Linked DNA regions of Mus musculus: region 2 is linked to region 1. Evidence: chromatin contacts called from public Hi-C data. All regions are on one chromosome and are shown on one strand. The core of a region is the stretch at or near the end of the contact, and the rest is flanking DNA. Distances in the headings are between cores, read along the strand shown.

The links. A called contact is a pair of places that touch in the nucleus more often than the background predicts.
Region 2: a Hi-C map of CD8 T cells shows a contact between it and region 1, with 7 times the contacts expected there. The contact joins the promoter of Anp32a here to the promoter of Sin3a in region 1. A contact is called at or near these places in 2 of 484 Hi-C or Micro-C datasets (B cells and CD8 T cells).

Annotation. Positions count from the first base shown.
Region 1 is chr9:57,074,261-57,078,286 of GRCm38.p6, forward strand. It overlaps Sin3a (transcriptional regulator, SIN3A (yeast)), which reads left to right and starts at 2,116. Exons shown (of 22, transcript NM_011378.2): 1 at 2,116-2,370. It overlaps 2700012I20Rik (RIKEN cDNA 2700012I20 gene), which reads right to left and starts at 1,789. Exons shown (of 2, transcript NR_152107.1): 1 at 1,698-1,789; 2 at 943-1,583.
Region 2 is chr9:62,339,309-62,343,334 of GRCm38.p6, forward strand. Anp32a (acidic (leucine-rich) nuclear phosphoprotein 32 family, member A) reads left to right here and starts at 2,035. Exons shown (of 7, transcript NM_009672.3): 1 at 2,035-2,246. The coding sequence starts at 2,193. Gm20346 (predicted gene, 20346) reads right to left here. Exons shown (of 2, transcript NM_001378702.1): 2 at 2,194-2,680. The coding sequence ends at 2,616.

The DNA.
Region 1 (4,026 bases), core at 866-3,365:
ACATTGTATGGTAGGTACCCAGCCTGGTGGGTAAGGCAGTTCAGTTAAGGATAGGCATCTGTCAGTTTTGGAGTGCTACTTCAGCCTGGAACGGTTTGGCTAGTTTTTCTTATTTTAGAGCACTGTCCTGGAACAGGGCTTGGCTTGGCTACCGGTGTGGCTGCTCCCACCTGTCGGCCACTCTTGGAGTTCACAACTCTTTACTATGGCCTCACGCCGTGAAGCCATCCTAGGAGTTAGACCCACCTGTTGCCAACACTTGTTTATGGCAGTCTCCGCAGGATTTACAGGAGGACAGTATTGGATTTACGAAACGGTTCCCCGGTGTCGTATCTCCTGGGGACACTCGACTCTAGGGAGGTTCCCTCTCCCCCTTTTGCTCTAGAATGCGGTAAGACTAATCCCACCTAACCTCTCATGGCACAGCGAAAGCCTCCCCAAAGCAAGGTCGGCATCGGGCCCACGCCTTACTAGTGAATAAATAAAAGAACTAGGTCTTTATTATTATTATTATTATTAATTAATTAATGTATTATATGTAAGTACACTGTAGTTGTCTTCAGACACTCCAGAAGAGAGCATCAGATTCCATTACGGATGGTTGTGAGCCACCATGTGGTTGCTGGGATTTGAACTCAGGACCTTTGGAAGAGCAGACGGCGTTCTTAGCCGCTGAGCCATCTCACCAGCCCAAGAACTAGGTATTTCAAAGCACTTTTTGTGTTCAGGCATTGTTACTTACCCAGAAGGCTTAGAGACCGCCATTAACTCACTCTGCTAAGGAGGAATGCCCACCCCCCTTTTTTTTGAAGGGCTGGCCTTAGGGTTCCTAAATTCAGACTATTCCTGCCCTTTCGCGAATGGTTGCGATTACAGCCCTTCCCCTTGAACAGTCATTCTTAAGACCATATCCTTCACACAATCTGGAATTTTTACTCCTTCTGTGAACGTAAGTGCACACTCAAGGTTTATTTATGCAGTGGTCTGTGTGAGGTTTTCAGCCTCTCTTCCTCCAGTTTAAAATGTCCCTGGATCTACCCGACCAATAGAGTATACATTTTCCCTTCATGCTCCGCCTTCCGGAGGCTTGCCCAGGCGGTGACATTTAAAGGCCTCCGCTGGGTTATCTCCGCCCCCTGAGGGCTGCAGATTCTGGTTGTCCCAGTGTCACAGTATTCAGTCAGCCCTAGTGACCAGCTAGTAATATCTGGGCTTTTGGATCAGATTAGAGCTCCAGACCTTAATTTTGGAGTCGGCTTGCTGAAAGTAGCTGCTGAGTGCTCCAGATGGCTGTGTTTAGAAGACCGTGAAAGTGTAAAAATAAGTGGGTAGGAAGGACAAGGCTTTCTGTCATTGTTTTGGTTAATTCTCCACGGCGGGTAATACTACTGCCTTTTCCTTTTCAAATCTCAAAGCCTCGGGTTTCGGCCGCTGAGCTCCCCGCCATCTCCGATCCCGGCCTTGGAACGCTGAGGTTCAGTCTCCAGTGTAAACATTCCACAAAAGGACTGCTAAGGTTCAGCATCCTCGCGCAGGGCGGAATGGTCTCCTTCCTGGACCGGCGCCGTGTCCAATGGCGGCTCCTACCGGCGCCAAGATAGTCCAATCAGATCATTGGGGGCGGGGCCTGGCCCAGCCGTGTAGTGGGTGGAGTCGGCCTCACTTAAGGACATTTTTACCCCACATTGGTTACTTACCTTCCTGGGGCTATGAGAGAAGCAAAGGTAGTCTTCCAATGCAGGGACCGGCGGAGGCGGGAGCCGATTTGTTAGGCCTGTGGCTGGGGCGGTATGGGGAGGGATATGTGAGACTCTCCAATGAGATGTGAAGAGGTACTCCTCTTCCTCCAATAGTATTAGAGCCCGGAGGAGGGATTCGGCAATCAGTCTCCAATAGGCGGGGTTGAGTTAGGGACTCTCCCCGCCAATAGGGGCGTGGAGAAGGTGAGCGGCTCGCTCTCCCCTCCCAGCGAGGGAAGAGGGCGGGAGTAGGTCTTTGCGGCATAGTGATTGGCTAAACCATTGACGGATGGGTAATATATCCCGTGGCGGAGCGAGGTTAAGCCTTCCCTCGGCGGGGCGGGCCGGGAGAGTGGGCGGGATTTCCCGGGTAACAGAGAAGCGGCCGCGGCGGTAGAGGCGGCAGAGACGGTTTCTCCATCTTCCCCCCTCCCCTTCCCCCCTTAGAGTTTCCCTCCCTCCCTCCCTCCTTCCCAGTCTGGGCACCCAGGCCTGTGACCGCTTCGTGGGCGCAAAGGAGGTTGCCAGTCCGCTCTTGCGGGCCTGTGCCCGCGCCGTTCCGGGGCCTCCGTGCTGGGTGCGAGGCTCACGCCGGGAGCGACGCACAGGCTGAGTGGCTGGAGCTTTTGCGGTGAGAGCACGCCGCACCGCGGTCCGCCCAGCAGCTGGGTGGCGGGTAACCCGGGACTGGAGGGCGTGTGTTTTTCGGGGGGGCTGACCTCGGCTTCCCGTGCGTGGCTGTGGGGGGCGGAGCGGAGCCGCACTCAGTGCGGGAGGGGGAGGAGAGCGTAGTCCCGGTGCGCACGGAGGGGCGGGTCCTAGTCCCGCCGATCAGAGGCGGGGCCGGCGCGCGTGCGGTGGTGGAGAAAGGGGCGGGACGGGCTCGCGCTAAAGGCCCGCGGCTGTGACCCCGCCCCTTCTCCCTTATGGGCGGGACCACTGGCTGAACTGCTTTGGGTCCGCGGGGCGTGCGGGACGGGAAGAGGGTCCCGGCGTGTGGCTTTCAGGGCGCGGTGGCGAGGGGGCGTGAAGCCTGTGTTCCCCCGCCTTAGCGGGATCCGGTTGGCCGGAAGGCGCGTCCGGGGCTGTGATGCCACGCCCCTCCCGCCCCGCCCCCTCCGGGATTTCCGCCTCCTTAGCAGTGAAGAGGAGCTGGGGAAAGCCCGCTGTGGCGTCTGGCAGGGGGTCAGGGCTCCGTGTCTGCTCCTCCCAGCATCCCCGTGGGTGGGAGGGCCCCTTGTAGACTGGGAACGGTGGAGGTGTCCGGACTTTATGCTGTGGCTTCTTCATCCATTCTGCTTGGGGCATCGTGGCCCGTAGCTGTAGTCTTCTACTTTGCTTCACACACCATGGATGGCGCCTTAACAGCTAGGGAGAGTAGAAGCGTGGTCAGCTGCTCCTCTTCGTTGTAATTATTGGGACGAGATACTCAGCGTCCTCTCTGGAGTGTCTGCGGTGGGGTGCGGCTGGTGCTGTGCCCTTGCTTCCCCGACAGTGGCCGGTGGGGGAGGGGCAGAGTGATCAGGGACTGGAATTGTGGAGGGCGCCAACCTTCCCTGGAGTTCCCTTGATGTTCAGCTACTGCGCCTTTACGGGTTGATACCTAAAAATTGCTACCATTTTTGGTAGCTTAGGACTTTAAACTCAGTTTACCATTTGAGCTCCTAACAAATCTGAGATTTTATTTCTAGAGAAAGTATTGAATTTATGATTGTAAGTGATGGAGTGAGTTTAGGGCACATAAGCATTGCTTCACCGCTAGGCTATACCCCAAGGCTAAATTTTTTTTTTTTAAGTCAAAGATTTAACTCTCTTTAAGTAAAATACTCTGATTTCTTGACTGATTTCACCTACAGAAGGTTTTGTTACATAAGCTTAGTTTCACAAAGGTAACTTAGAATTTTGTGTTCTCTTTTGGTTTTATGTAACTTCTAGTCCTTAAAGCTTCATGTTGCTCTTTTTAGATACTAAGTAGGTTGAACTGTATGAAACCTATGTGTAGCATAGCTTACCGGCCTGTGTTAGAGAGTTACTTTGGCCATTGTTGGTTTACTGCACATGTAACCATATTAGATGATCTTACTCGAGAACTTCATGAAAAGTGAACATCGAATTCTTAATTTATGTATTGATATCTGAGTATGTGTAAACCACTTTTAAAAAAGATTTATGTTAAAGTGTGTGTGTGTGGGGGGGGGCAGAATAGGATGTTAGATCTCCTGTAGGTGGAGATAACAGGTGGTTCTGAGCCACCTGACATGGAACCCAACTTAGGTCCTTTTACAGG
Region 2 (4,026 bases), core at 785-3,284, 5.3 Mb after region 1:
AATACAGATCAACTGGGAGCAGTACCTACCACTAAAACACACAATAAAAATGTAATTTAATAACCCTGTAAATAATAATTACACACATTCATATATATATATGTATATATATACATATATATATACATATATATATATATATGGTTCAGCTTCTATACTGACTGACACCGAGTAAAAGCCATCTTTCAGTTTTGTGACACTAAATGCAAAAGCTGTTCTTCAAAATTTGTAAAAGGAAGATGCTCCAAAATGAAGTGATGTCTAACACTTTCAGTTTTCTATTCTAATTAGTCTCTAACACTTTGGTTTCTCTTCATATGAAACTTCCACCTCTTCACAATTCTGTTTTCTTCTGTCCCTGTCACTTGAGCTCTTGGCTTCTTAGCAGAGGAGGTAGAATGGACACCTCCTTGCTCCGATGTGTTTTGAGAGTTATTCCTTGGAAAGGACTCTCTCACAACACTGCTGATAGCAGGTCCTCAACTTCAGTGTTTAAGAAGCAAGCGAGCATTTACCATCCAAAAGAACAAGAACTTCAAGACTTCTGCTATAACAGATTTTGTACACTACACCTTCTTAAAATATTTGTAATGAAAAACTATTATTGCTTTAAAAACCTTATCCAGAAACATGAGCTGATACATTGGCAAAGAGATAATTTGGAGTTCTTTGTGTTTTTAAAAGGAAACAATACAATTGAAACATTCCAGATATACAGCCTTTGTAAAAATTAACAAAAATCTAAGGATAAGAAATGTCAAATGAACAACGTAAAGAAATTACATATTTACCCAGACGAAATGGTTTTATTTTGTACTTCCAGCTACTTAGAATAAACATTTATCAGCTTTCAAATCCATTTGTTTGATCTAAAAGAACTAACTAAATAAAATACTTAGTTCTAATGTCTCAAAAAAAGAATTACTTTGGGGGTGTTTGCAGAAGCGTGTAGATGAAGACACATAGGAAAAGACACTATGATAAAGTTGTGTGAATAAAATTAAACATGTATCCCGTAATTTGTTCACAGCCGGACATCCACATAGTACCATGAGGTCCGAGGGCTGCCCATAGGAAGCTGGTAACCCAATGGGAACCAGGGCTGTAAAGGTTTCTTAAAAAACGTAACGTGGTCGAACAAAAACAAAACCCAAAGCAACTGTAAGACCTGGCGTAAGTGCCCCCAGTTAGCGACTCTTTGGCAATGCAGATCCAACCAAACGATTAGAATGAAACGTGCAACGCTCTCTCTCAAAAAATCCTATAAAGCCCGTCAATTATGTTCGGCTCTGAGAATCGGCAGTTCCCAGCACCTTCCTTTTCCACTTTTTAATATTTTATACAGTTCTCCATCTGCGGCCTTTCCATTCATTAATTGCCCTATACAAGATCCCCCCGATGACTCTCGGGGAATTGCTTCTTTTAAGACAGGGCATCAGATTGCCAAGCCTCTGGGGTCGAGATCGCGCCCTCGCTCCTTTGGATGTGGGAGCGTCATGCACTTAAGACTTGATTATTTAATTGCGGAGATGGGAGCAGACCGGTCGGAGGGGTTGTGCCAAGTGGGCATCCCGGGGTGTGTGTGTGTGTGGTGGGATTTGTCCTTCGTGCGCTCCAAAAATGCGCGCCCTCCTTGGGCCTGCCTTGTGCCCGCGCGCCCCAGGCCTCGTCCGCCCGCCCAGCACCCAGAGGATGCCCCCGCAAGGACCCCGCCCCTCCCGTGTCCACGCACCTGCGGCCCCGCCCCCGGCCACGAACCTTCAGGTCCACGCACCTGCCCTGCCTTCCCTCCCGCCCCCAGCGCGCAACCACCAAGGTGCAGCCGCGCTCCTCTTCGGCGGCCCCGGTATCTAAAGGGGTCCGTCTCCGGCACCACAGCCAAATGGCTGAGCCTCCCTGGCCCGCTGCGCAGGATGCCCATTGGACCCTGCCCCCCGCCGCCACCACCACTATTGGCTGGCGTCCGAAGCCTCGCCATTTGATTGGCTCTTGTTGCCGCCGCTCCACGCAAGGAGCCGCAGGTCCCGCCTCTACGGCGATCAGGTTAGTGTGCGCCGCGGGTGCTGGGGGCTCGAGAACCGAGCGGAGCTGGTTGAGCCTTCAAAGTCCTAAAACGCGCGGCCGTGGGTTCGGGGTTTATTGATTGAATTCCGCTGGCGCAGGATCCTCTGCAGAAAGAGAGAGCGCGAGAGATGGAGATGGACAAACGGATTTATTTAGAGCTGCGGAACAGGACGCCCTCTGATGTGAGCATTTGCCAAAAATATCTCTGTCGGTCCATTCTCCTACTTTGTGTTATGTGTGCGTGTGTGTTTTGGGGGGAAGGCACTTTTTTATGGAGGGGGGCTCCGGGGAAGGTGTGGGGTTTGGGGTCTGACTGCAAATGAATTGCAAGGTTGGATGGCGGGGGTGGGGGGGGTTGCAATGCCACCGGAGCATGTTTCGTCCGCCGTCGCTGCTGCCCTTGGTGTGTGACTGACTACCTGTGCGTGTGCTCCCGCGTGTGCGGGTATGGGTGCGAGGGTGTGCGTGCGAGTGTGCACCCAGCGGGGGGCCGGCGGGGCGCACGCGTTCGGGTCGGAGGGAAGGCGGCAATTTCACCCTCGTCCGAGCTCTCAGCTCCCACGACTTGCATCTGGATGGAAAAGATGATCGAGGGGAGGAGAAGATGGGCTGCCTCCTGGATTAAACAACAAAAAGGGGTTGTTATATTTTAGAAGCGTAACCCCCTTTCCGCCCCCTCCCGCGCCTGCCCCCTCCCTTTGCAGTCTCTTTCGCTCGCTCGCACACAATAAGTTTTGGGCTTCGCGAGTCCGGTATAGTTTCTGATCAATGTAGCCCGAGGACCCCGGGGAGAGCGCGTGGGGACCCGACTGCTGCGGAGTTGGGAGATGGCTCGAGTTTAAAGCGCGTCTTCGTTTCTCTGCGGGGATGAGGCGAGAGGTGGGGAGCCATATTTGTAACTTTGTCGTGTTCGTGAACGCGCCCTTTCTCTCCCTCCCTCCCTTTCTCTGTCTGCCTTCCTTCTCCTTTCTCTCTCACTCTTTCCACCCCACCTTTGGGCCAGATGCTGTCTTTTCTCCCTTCTTCCTCGCGGAAAGGGAGGGGGGGTACCTTAGGTTAAGGGGGAGGGATTGTGAAGTGTGCAAATGCTCAGATAATCCTCGCGCCTCCCCAACCACGAGCGTCGCTAATGTAAGTTGCCCGGAGGCTGCGTCCCGTTCTGGCCCCCGGCTCCCTCCCCAGATGCCAGCCTTGGCACCCTGACGCCTCATCGGCAGCAGACACCCCACCTTCCCGGTCCTTGCTTCTCCTGGGGTGGGCTCCCTGGCAGCCATTCGGCGCTTGGTTAATAAATGGGCACGAGAAACTTTATCAGAACCCGAGCTGCCCAGAGCTAGTGCCGCTGTGGGGACCGACCCAGTCTACATTCTTGCGGGCACGGCAGGCACGCAGCTCTGGGATGGGCAGTTCGTCTGGCCGTAGCCGTTATGGATTGGGCAGCGGCGGGAGTATGGCAGGAGGAAACTTACACCGGTGGGAACAGGGAGGCTGGGCGCGAGCCCACTGCAAGGGGAAGTGAGGGTTGGTGGGTGACTCGAAAGCTACTGTTTATTTTTGTCTCCCTCTCGCTTTCACGCACTCGTGTTGTCTGCGAGTTGACCCATTCGAGAGACCTTAGGGTCTGCGGTGGAAACCCTAGCCAACTTCCCCTCTAGGCTCGGTAGTAGGGAGCAGGAGCTCGCGGGCGGGAAAGATCTCGGGTCTAGCCTGAGGGTCTGGGGCTCGGGCGAGTTGGGGGCTCGCGTAGCACGTTGTGCTGACCTGTCGCCCCTCCAGCCACTTGACCCCTCGAATCCTGACAAAGGCAGGCCTCATTTCCTCTTTTCTCCTAATTCCTCCTTCTAAACCTGAGTAAGACTTTTGAAAACAAGCTCCTTTCTGCCGACCGCCCATCCTCACGCAGCTGTGCACTGGAGACGTGCTACAGCCTTATGGCGCGCAGGGCGGAAGGAGGGGGCACCC